2 separate regions of the Sus scrofa genome follow, and region 2 is linked to region 1. Evidence: chromatin contacts called from public HiChIP or PLAC-seq data. All regions are on one chromosome and are shown on one strand. The core of a region is the stretch at or near the end of the contact, and the rest is flanking DNA. Distances in the headings are between cores, read along the strand shown.

Region 1 (5,125 bases), core at 2,387-4,886:
TGCTTGGATCCTGCCTGTAGGCTGGCAGCTGTAGCTCTGATTCGACCCCTTGCTTGGGAACCTCTATATGCTGCAGGTGCGGCCCTAAAAAGCAAAAAAAAAAAAAAATTAGCTTTAAGATTCATTATGTTGGGGTAAGAAATACACAAAAAATCAATAATGAAGCCCATATATTGTAGGATTCTGTACATGAAATGTCTGGAAAAAGCACATCAATGGAAACTGAATGTAGATTACTGGTTGCCTAGGGCAGGGGGTGGGGTGCAAAGGAAATGGTGAATGATTGTTAATGCGTATAGAGTTTGTTTTTTGGAGACCAAGAAAATGTTCTAAAATTGATTTTGGTAACTGGAGTGTGTGGCGCAGCGGAAATGAATTCGACTAGGAACCATGAGGGTGCAGGTTTGATCCCTGGCCTTGATAAGTGTGTTAAGGATCCGGCGTTGCCGTGAGCTGTGGTGTAGCTTGCAGATTCCGCAGATCTGCCGTTGCTGTGGCTTCGGCATAGGCTGGCGGCTACAGCTCCGATTTGACGCCTAGCCTGGGAATCTCCATATGCCGTGAGTGTGGCCCTAAAAAGACAAAAAGACAAAATAATAATGAAATAAAATAAAATAAAATAGATTGTGGTAATGATTGCACAACTCTGTAAATATACTAAAAAGCTATTGAATTGTATACTTTAAATATACAATTATACATTTAAATTATGAATAATACGGTGTGTGAATTGTATTTCAGTAAAACAGTTGAATTTTCCAAAATACTAAAAAATTTGAAAACAATTTTTTAATTTAAAAAAATCAATGGTTCCTCCCACTTGGGACTCTCCAAATCTAAATTACTCTTCCAGTTCATCTTTGGAATTATCTTTTTACTGGCATGGAAATATTTAACCTCTGCTAGGGAATACCACCCCCCACTTTGATTTTCAGGGGAGATGAGCAAAGCCCACTGGCAAAATGTAACAGGGGCTTCTGCTCAGCTCTATAGAGGAGGCCAGTGGAGCCTGAGGCAGGAAGGAGAGTGGGGGGGCCAGAAGAGGCTGGGAGCCAGTGTTTACAAAGGGAGGAAAGAGACCCTGGCCGTATAAGGCAGATGGAAATAGATGCGAAACTGAGGTTCTTCCAAAACACCACACAAGGGTAGATAGGCAGCTCTGGAAAAGTTGCAAAGGGTTAAGTGGGGAGGGCATCCCAGGCGGAGGAAACAGCCTGGGCCAGGGCTCTGAGATGTGAGGGGAAGTGGCTTGCTAGAGGCGTGCAGGCTGGAGCATGGGATGTGCGGAGGGAGGGAGAGGACCTGGGCCAGGTTGCAGTGCACCCTGGACACAGTCCACGACATGCTCTAAGTTTAATTTTGTTCTGTGGACACTGGGAGGTCCAGGGAGGATTTTTAGATAGTAACAGTTTGCGAAGGGTCTCAAAAGCCATGTTACAATGTGAGAGGTGGAGGGTCTTGCATGAGGTCACCAGTCAGTGGTTATTAGTGGTCAAACTGACTGCAGTGCAAAACTAGGGGCTCCAAGGTCTGGCCCACTCCATCTTCTCTTATGCCAAGCTGCTTGCCAGGACATTCTGCTTGTCCTTTTCTTCTCCCCTCCTCGGTCTTCTCTAATTCCTCCCTACCCCTTCCCTTGCTTCCTCTCCACCTTGCTGCTTTCAGAGGCCTGGGGTCTGCCTGTGGCTGAACTCTGTTGCAGATCCCAGAAGATCTATTATTTGCTTTTAACCTTCTTGGTGATCTGCGTGCTATGGCCCCCGTAGTGGGAGAGATGAGTAGGAAGGGAGCGTGTCCATCTTCTCCAGTGAGTCTGGACCTAGGAAATATTAAAATTTGGCACAACATTGTTAATCAACTATTCTTCAATTTAAAAAAAAAGTAATTAAAAAAAGATGAAAGAAGACCCTCCAAAATTCAACCAAGTAAATCTGAAGATCTAATTGGTTTTATTCAATGATTCAGAAATCAGAGACCTTCTGTCTAGCAACTAGAAGGGCACTCAGAGGGGTTGTACAAAATGGAAGGGTTTTATAGGAAGAATAGGGCAAGGGAGCTATTAGTAAAAGAAAATAAAAATTATTTTTTTATGCCCTAACATCTTTTTTGGAGGGAGAAAACTGGCAAGGGTTTTATCATGCAGATTGCCTCTTCTTCCTCTGGGGAATGGTGAGGGTCCATGTGACAGATTACTATGTGACAGCATCTCATTGGTGCTGGCCAGAGAATTCGAAACTGGTTAAGATTACATTTATGGTGAAGGCTGAAACTGCAATTAGGTTAGGTATTAAATCTAGGTTTGGTATCATGGGCTTTAGCACAAGTGACACCATTTTGGGCCTGTGGGTTTTCTTCTTAACAGAACTCAAGGAGGAAAGGAGGCAGAGCAAGGACAGGCTTATAGAAAAGGAAGCAACAGCCGTAGGTTTGTGGGGCCCAGGTTGGAAGTGTTCTCTGGAGGATGCGTATGTGGGCATGATGGGGTGGGGGCTGCACTCTGCTTGCTTTGTTTTTGCACTTTTTTGAAAATGAGACCTGATCATTCACAGCACTTTTCTAGAGAACCTACTAGAACTAGGCTAGGTGAGAGGCCCAGAGAGGGTGTGTCCTCCTCCAATGGGCATCTGAGACCCAAGCTGCAGCATAGGCTGAAGTCTCTGGTACTGATTCTCAAGTAGGAAAGTTTCCACATTCATTGAGCACCTCCGAGACCAGGCACTGTTCAAGGGCCTGGAGCAAAAAATAAAAAGTCATAACCATTGTCATCAAGGGGTCACAAGTCCTGTAAATACTTCCAGAGGATTTATCTCCTAGGCCCCCAGTGGGATCACCAATAGATGCTGTTTCTATAAAGTACACAACGGTTGGCATAGTATAATGTTGGAAAATTGCCCCAGGAGACAAGGCTCAGAATGGGAAATAAAATTAGGAATGTGGCGGGTTCTAGCTCCAACTCTGCCAGTCTTCACTCTGAACTTCGGTTTTCTGAACCTTGAGATCTGTTGCGTGCTTTTTAGTACGCTGAGGAATCACTTAGGAATGCTTGTTAAAATAAAGATTCCAGAGTCCAATCGTAGTTTTTTGAATCAGAATGGCTGGATGTGGGACCGCGAATCTGCATTTTTACACCCCCAACTTAGGGGCAGTTTGAGGTAGGCAGTTGCACCACAGTTTGAGAAGTACTGCTTAATAGGAAGATAACGACCTGCCCTAGCGACAGGCCTGGAGAGCGATTCAGGAGCTAAGAAGGCAGCATGAATGAAAGCCTTGTCAAAGGGAAAGCAAACCAATTTTTGCAAATAATAGTAATCCAATAATACAAATAATATCCTAAAAATCCAAATAACGATACTACTACTAATTGTAAAAGAGATGGAGAGCGCACCGCAAAGGCACCGCAGTCTGAGTCTGTACCATCAACTGGTCCACAAGAGCGAAGTCGGCGCGACACTGTCCCTTTAAGACGAGCCCGCCCCACTCCCCGTCTCACCCGCCTCGGGGCGTGCGGGCCGGCGGGCGGCGCGTGCGTGCTGGCAGCCATCGACCGGCCGATCCTCCCAGCCGGGCGGTCGCGGCGGCGCGACGCCGGCGCTTGTTGCGTGCGCGCCTGGCCCCGCCCATTGCCCGCCCCTTCCCCTCCCCCTCCACGGGCCTCCCCCGCCCGCGCGGTACAGCTGGGCCAGTGACGCGGAAACTGCTGCCGCCGCCGCCGCTGCCGCCGCCGCGTTCCATTCTCCTAAGCCGGCGACAGCCTGTTTCCCGACTCCCGCTTCCTCGTTTTGCAGCGCCGCCCGGCGCCAGCCAGACCAGGGTACGCGGGGTCTCGCCCAGACCCTAGAGGGCTGCGGGTGCGCGCAGGCAGCGGAGCTGATCCTTGCGCGGTGGAAGGTGCGAGCGCCCCCATCCCGGAGGTCGCCACGCCGTTCCCCGGGTGAGTTGTCACCGCGGCCGAGGGGCGGCGGGGGCCGGCATTGTGTCACTGGACCGCTGGCTGGCTGTCAGGGGCGCAGGGCCAGCGCGCACCGCCCGGGAGGGATGCTGGGGAGCTGGGGCCGGCCACCCAACGTCCGCTGCTCTCCGCACTCCCCGCGCCGGCCTCGCTGTCACCTCGACGCCCGGCGGCGAGCCCTGCCTGTGCCGGCGTGGGCCGGCCTGGCGCGGGACTGAGAGGGCAGCGGGGTGAGCTGTGCCGGGCTTGGAGAAGGACTGGGCGGCCGGTTTGCGGCCGGGAACTTGGTGGCGGGGGTCTCGGCTCCTGGGGTCCTGCTATGGTCGGTAGTTCAGGACGGAGACTACGCTTTGCAGATCGCTGGAGTGTAGATAAATAGGCAGAGGCTGTCTTGCTGTTACTATTAGTGTTACTGTTTTGCACTCAGACCAACTAAAGCTTTGGGTCCTGCTCCGGGTAGGGTCGGCTTAGCGACGGTGGACCGAGGATACCTTGGAGCCCGGGTATGGAAGCCCCGGAGCTTTTTGGAGCCCCTGTGCCTGTTCTGGTCTTTAATCTCAAAAACTTTTCTTATTATCCGGGCTGACAGACACCGAAACCACTTCCTGTTTGTGTATGTAGACTTTCTATTTTACTTCTGGCTTTTAGGGACTCCAAATACTGGTTTAGGTCTGACCTTCCCACGGGGTTGTGACTGTGGGGCTGCAGAATTGGGAACAATTATCTGTAAGGAGATCAGGAAGGGGAAGTGGTTTTGGGGACTCTAAGACCTGGGAGAATAGAGGCATCAGAAACAACTCTTTGGCTGGTTCCAGGGAAGTTCACAGCTTGGCAAAGAGGCCTGATGCTGCTGTTCCCATAGAATGCCCCCTCGGTGGCAGACAGCTTCCTGGGTTCTTTTGCTCCTGCTAACTGTGCTTGTGTGTGCTCTGTAGAGAGGTCCAGTAAAACTACCCAGTTCAATTAAACTGTAGGTCTTCACTGCCTTTCTAGGTCTGCTGAGGTGGTGAGTGTGCCTTTTGTCCCTTTTCATTTCTCTTGTTTTCCTCAAATTTTATTGTAATATAGTTGACTTAAAATTTGTATTAGTTTCAGGTGTACAGCAAAGTGAATCACTTATACATAAATGTGTATCCATTTTTTTTTCCGTATAGGTTATTACAGAATGTTGAGTAG
Region 2 (4,741 bases), core at 1,945-4,444, 79 kb after region 1:
AAGGGGGTTCTCGTTGGTTTCTGCTCAAGGTTTTAGGCTGTGGGGACCCGAGGTAGAAATCAGCTGGATCACTTAGTTTCTGCTCCGCCCGCACCCTCACCAGCTGGTCGAATGGTCTCTCACTCGATGACTTGTGTGCGCCAGGCGCTCTTCCGGGCCCCCTGCAGAATTACCTCACTGCTTCCTGTGCTTACTGGGGGCCTAAGTGGCTGCAAAAGATAATAGAAAGCAGTGAAGGAAGCTAAGGAGAGTTAATTGATTTTTTCCTGTAAAATTTCCATCTTCTGGCCTTCTCCCTCTCTTTTTGAAATTGTGCAGCTTTGCCAAATCAGATGAGTTCATTGTCTTTTCAGGGCTAAGAACAGAGCTTGAAACTCCCACTGCGGCCCCTGGAGTTGTCAGAGCACGAGCCTGACGCACGGATTAAGTCAGCCTCTTGCCCAGAACAGTGGCTTCCGGAAGCCACTGCTGATTTATTTGCTCTTCCTGATGTTCTTCCTGTTCCTGTTAACCCAGGCGCCCCCGAGAGGATGCGCTCGGACACCTGCCCTTCGCCACGGCTCTCTCGCTCTGCACTTTGATTGGGCAAGAGGGCCGTGTTTTTCCTTATATTCTTGGCCTCTGAAAATGATCTTTTGTTTTTTTAATTTTCCTTCTAAGGCCTCCTTATTTCTTCCTTGGATCTGAGGCCGTCCCTTTATGATGCTAAACCTGCTGTACTTGATTTCCTTTGTATTGATCTTCACAGACGAACAGAAAAGGACTTCTGTCCAGTTTATTTCACCACATTAGGGTTGCTCTGCTGTTGACCTGCCCTAAAGGCTCTCTCCACCTTATATCAAATTCAGCTCCTCTCGTAATTCTGCCCTTTGAATACAGTATCAACACCTCCTGTTGCAGCCAAGGCCCCTATGTGAGATGGTTTCATCACATTATCATAATTATTTACTAATTTTGGGCGAATTTTCTTTTGCTACCAAGCTAACCTGGACTACTTCATAGATTCTCTGGGCTTAACCTATACTTTCCTACTTTGGTGCCTTAGCTTCAAACCACCACCTCCTTTCCTGCTGAAGTCAAGCCCCACCGGCAATGCCGCTTCCTCCATGAGCCTTTTCTAGCCACTTCCACATAAGGCTGATCTCTGCTGCTCTGGGCTCCCTCTCTTGTGGCGCTAATCCCATCCCTTGATGTGTGTTGGAGTTAAGTCTGTGCGGAGTATCTCTGGAAAGAGGCACTGAGTGACTAGGGAAGAAGTGCTTACTTTTCATGTTCAACCTCTTACTTACTGGATTTTGTACCAAGTATATATTTTCTGTAATTTTTTTTTTCCTGTGAAGGTATTATTTATATAACAAAGACCCATTCTATAAGGCATTAGAAGAAAATATTGGAGAATATGTTTACGAAAGTGTCCTTATACAAGATGTAAAACCCAGAAACCATGACGAAAACAACTTTTAAAATGTATGTGTGGACTTGTTTGTCATATCCCTATTTGGCCACAAATACCGGAGATGCTTATCTTTTTATTCTTTCTCAGAGCATTCACAGTGATGCTCACACAGTCATCAGTGAATGTTAGTTGACTTGAAAGGAAATCAAGTTGCAAGTTGCTCCTTTGTCGACCTTGCTGTTCTTCCCTTCTAAGAGGGGTGCTTTGTGAGGTCCCGCTCAAAGATTCTGTGGAGACGTGGGCTTCAAGGGCGGGAGTACCCAGCAGAGCAGGCATGGCTCTAGGATCAGCGGACCTCCCCCTGGGTCCGTCGTTCCCAGCACCCTGGGCTGAGTGGGTCCTGGCTGCTTTCAGGAGCTGCTCAGCATTAATTATGCCGAGGCAGTGCACCAGTTAGACACCGTCCAAGGAGAGCCGGGGGCATCTGTGACAGGCTTGTTGCCCTGAACAGAAGCGGGAGAGTGTAAAGAGTAAAGCAGTTTGCTGAGGTTCCTTTGGAAATCCAGCCGGTTAGCTCTTTGAACTACTTGGCCAGAGTTTGGAGAGGCTTCAGGAGGGCTGTGATGCCTGGGTCTCCTCCCTCCAGGGCAAGGCTTTGGGTGAGACGGATGGCGTGGGAAGTGTCTGGAGAAGGTGTGTCCTCAGAGGGAACGTCTAAGGCTTCTTTGGGCTCCATCTGCTCGTTTCAGGGAGGCTGCCTGGACGTCTCTGGTCCCTGTGGACCCCCCCACACTGCCCCGCCTTCTAAAAGCTCTTTAAAAGTGGAGTCTCTTCTCAGTGATAAGCAGCCTGAAGGCAGGGACCATCATCTCTTTTTCGACTTGGTGTCTCCCTCCAGCCTGGCTGGCAGGCAGTCTGCTTAATAGTAGTTTGTAGGTTGAAGGGAAGTGGTATTTGGTGAGAGAGGGGTGGGCGGTCCTGAGAAGGGAGAGCCCCTTATCGCAGAGAGTCAGAGACTCAGGTCTGTTAGAGGAAGTGGAAAAAAGCCCAGCAGGTCTTATTGCATACTGATGTCCTTGTGGTAATGGGGGCTGGCGGGGGACAGGGTGTTTTTGTGCAAAGTCAAATCTCCTTTGGAAACTCTCATCTTTCTTGCACTGGTACGGCTTTTGGTAAGTTGAAGTCTGTGGGTGCCTGGCCACCTGCCAGCATGTCTTGCCCCGAGCCCAGCCTTCCAAACAGTGATCCTTAGTGCCTCTCCTGTCCCTTCCTGTTTTCGCTCGAGATTCACTGCCTGGGGACTTCGGTTCTACAGTGTCTGTCCAGGCTCAGAAGGAGAGGCCTTGGAATCAGGCCGCCTTTCTCCCTGGGCTGCTCGGACCTTCCAGCTCCTCCGATTTATCACCACAATGTGTCTACACCAGGGTTCCCACCACTCTTAGGACCGGCTTGCTGTCTCCCTAACTGACCTGTGTGAAGGGGAGGTAACCTTGATACGCATTCCCTGAGGGCCCACTCACCCCTGGGGGGAAGCAGTGGCTGCTGGTGGCAAGGTTACAGGTTTTAGAATCCGACCTGGCTCTGTTCCCAGGCCTGCCTTTGACTCTGCCTCACGCTTGGCTAAAAGTCATTTAACTTGCGTGGAGCAACGTCGTCATTCTCAAAGGGGAGCAGAGGTAACTACCTCAGAGTTGTCAGAAGAAGTAAGTAAGAGAGCAGCTGAATGAAGGTGCTTCTATAACTGAACAGTCCCACCTGAGTGAAGAATGTGGGATTTACTGTGGGATAGAGGCAGGTGATGCCAGGGATTGGTCTAGTCAGGGAATGGGTGGTGCACGGAGCTGGGGAAGCCTCCCAGGAAATGCATCAGAAATTCCCTCTGATGCCAAGAAGGCACATTTTTATTATACGAGGAAGTCCTTTCTGGTATCGATGTTGGTAATAAGGCTAACATTTCCCCCGTGCAGGTTATCAGTATTTTACCACCTGTCACCCTGATCTGTTGTGTATTTCACTAGGTTTTATTGAAACCATATCACGCACTAGGTCTCTGTAAGTTGGGCTTTGCCCGAGTCCACCGTTCAGGAATGGATACGGTTCTCTGAGGGCACAGCGGGAGGAGAAGGGAAGTGGTGCAGGCGGCCAAGCTTCCTCTGCGGCCAGGGCGCCTGCCTCTATCACGGACGACCTGAATGCCCAGAGTTTGGCCAGCAGCCTTTCCAAGGGCCTGGCCCTTTTTGCTCCAGGGGTGTTTCCTGCTGAAGCTTCAGAACTGCCCCTCTCTGTGTCCCTGACGGGGCTCCTGGAAAACGTCACCACCGTATCATCCCTCTCTGTCTTCACAGTGTGTTCCCTGCCCCCGGAGCCAGAGAATGGTGGCTACGTCTGTCACCCCCGTCCCTGCAGAGACCCCTTGAACGCGGGCAGCGTCATCGAGTACCTGTGTGCCGAAGGCTACATGTTGAAGGGCGATTACAAATACCTGACGTGTAAGAATGGCGAGTGGAAACCAGCCATGGAGATCAGCTGCCGGCTCAACGAGGGTCAGTTTGGCAGATGGGAGAGGGGTGCTGCTGGGGTTCTGCTTGCTTTTAACTCCGGGGACGTGGCGCCCGTCCCCTCCGGAGCACCCCATGCTCTGGGACAGCGCGGCCCCGCCGATGCCCTGCAGCCTGCCTTCCTTTGGATTTCACGTCTCTGTGAAAGACATTGGGGTTGCTGGTGCGTGTCCCCTGCGTTTCAGCCGAGCCACTGAAGCATCTGCTGTGCTATGTCAGGTCCCTTTGACGCTCCGGATCTCCTGTTTGTCTAGCCAAGCGCTGGTGACCTTTGACCGTGTTCTGTGAACACATGCGCACAATGCAAGCACCTTCTGTGCTGTCTCTTTTCTGTTGTTTGTCCTTGGATGGAAACAAACTGTTTTGTTCCGGAGCTGCAGTCCCACTGGACAGAAGACCTGCCCCTCTACCTCCTCCTGTCACGCATGACGGGAAATCCAGCCACCCGTGGGAACGTGTGTCAGGCAGCCACCTTTGTGCTTTTCACTCACGCTTCAAGACTGTGACACCCCAGAGAAGGGTGGGGATGGGCCTGATATTTACAACTAAAGCTGCAGGATCTGGGTTATGACAGCCTAGTTCTTACGAATTTTCCTACCACATGGGGAAAGATGTGGGCGGAACTTTAGGTGGTGAAATGATGTGTGCATTTCAGTGGGTGATGTCTTCACCCTGCTGTTGAGGATGGGGTCAGAAGTAAAGGTCTGTAAAGGTGAGCTCTCTAAGGGGAGAGTCGGTTTAGGTGTTAGATGGTCCCCAAAGGTCCAAAGTGAAGAGAATTCTAAGT

Evidence for each region. HiChIP or PLAC-seq counts read pairs in DNA pulled down with a chosen protein or histone mark.
Region 2: an H3K27ac HiChIP or PLAC-seq map of skeletal muscle shows a contact between it and region 1. The contact joins the enhancer-like site here to the promoter of SUSD6 in region 1. A contact is called at or near these places in 28 of 47 Hi-C or Micro-C datasets (adipocytes, adipose tissue, alveolar macrophages and 14 more) and 2 of 2 datasets of contacts at active chromatin or transcription factors (alveolar macrophages and skeletal muscle).

The regions. Positions count from the first base shown.
Region 1 is chr7:93,250,076-93,255,200 of Sscrofa11.1, forward strand. SUSD6 (sushi domain-containing protein 6) reads left to right here and starts at 3,637. Exons shown (of 6, transcript XM_001926947.5): 1 at 3,637-3,931.
Region 2 is chr7:93,329,932-93,334,672 of Sscrofa11.1, forward strand. It overlaps SUSD6 (sushi domain-containing protein 6), which reads left to right. Exons shown (of 6, transcript XM_001926947.5): 3 at 3,742-3,939. Among named protein-coding and RNA genes, the nearest start is that of SRSF5, 61 kb to the right of the region's middle. Within about 2 kb of position 3,195, at least 31 of the 83 cell types and tissues checked have an H3K27ac peak or open chromatin away from gene starts, as enhancers often do. A contact at or near this core is called in adipose tissue, alveolar macrophages, fetal liver and 7 more, where this site is marked.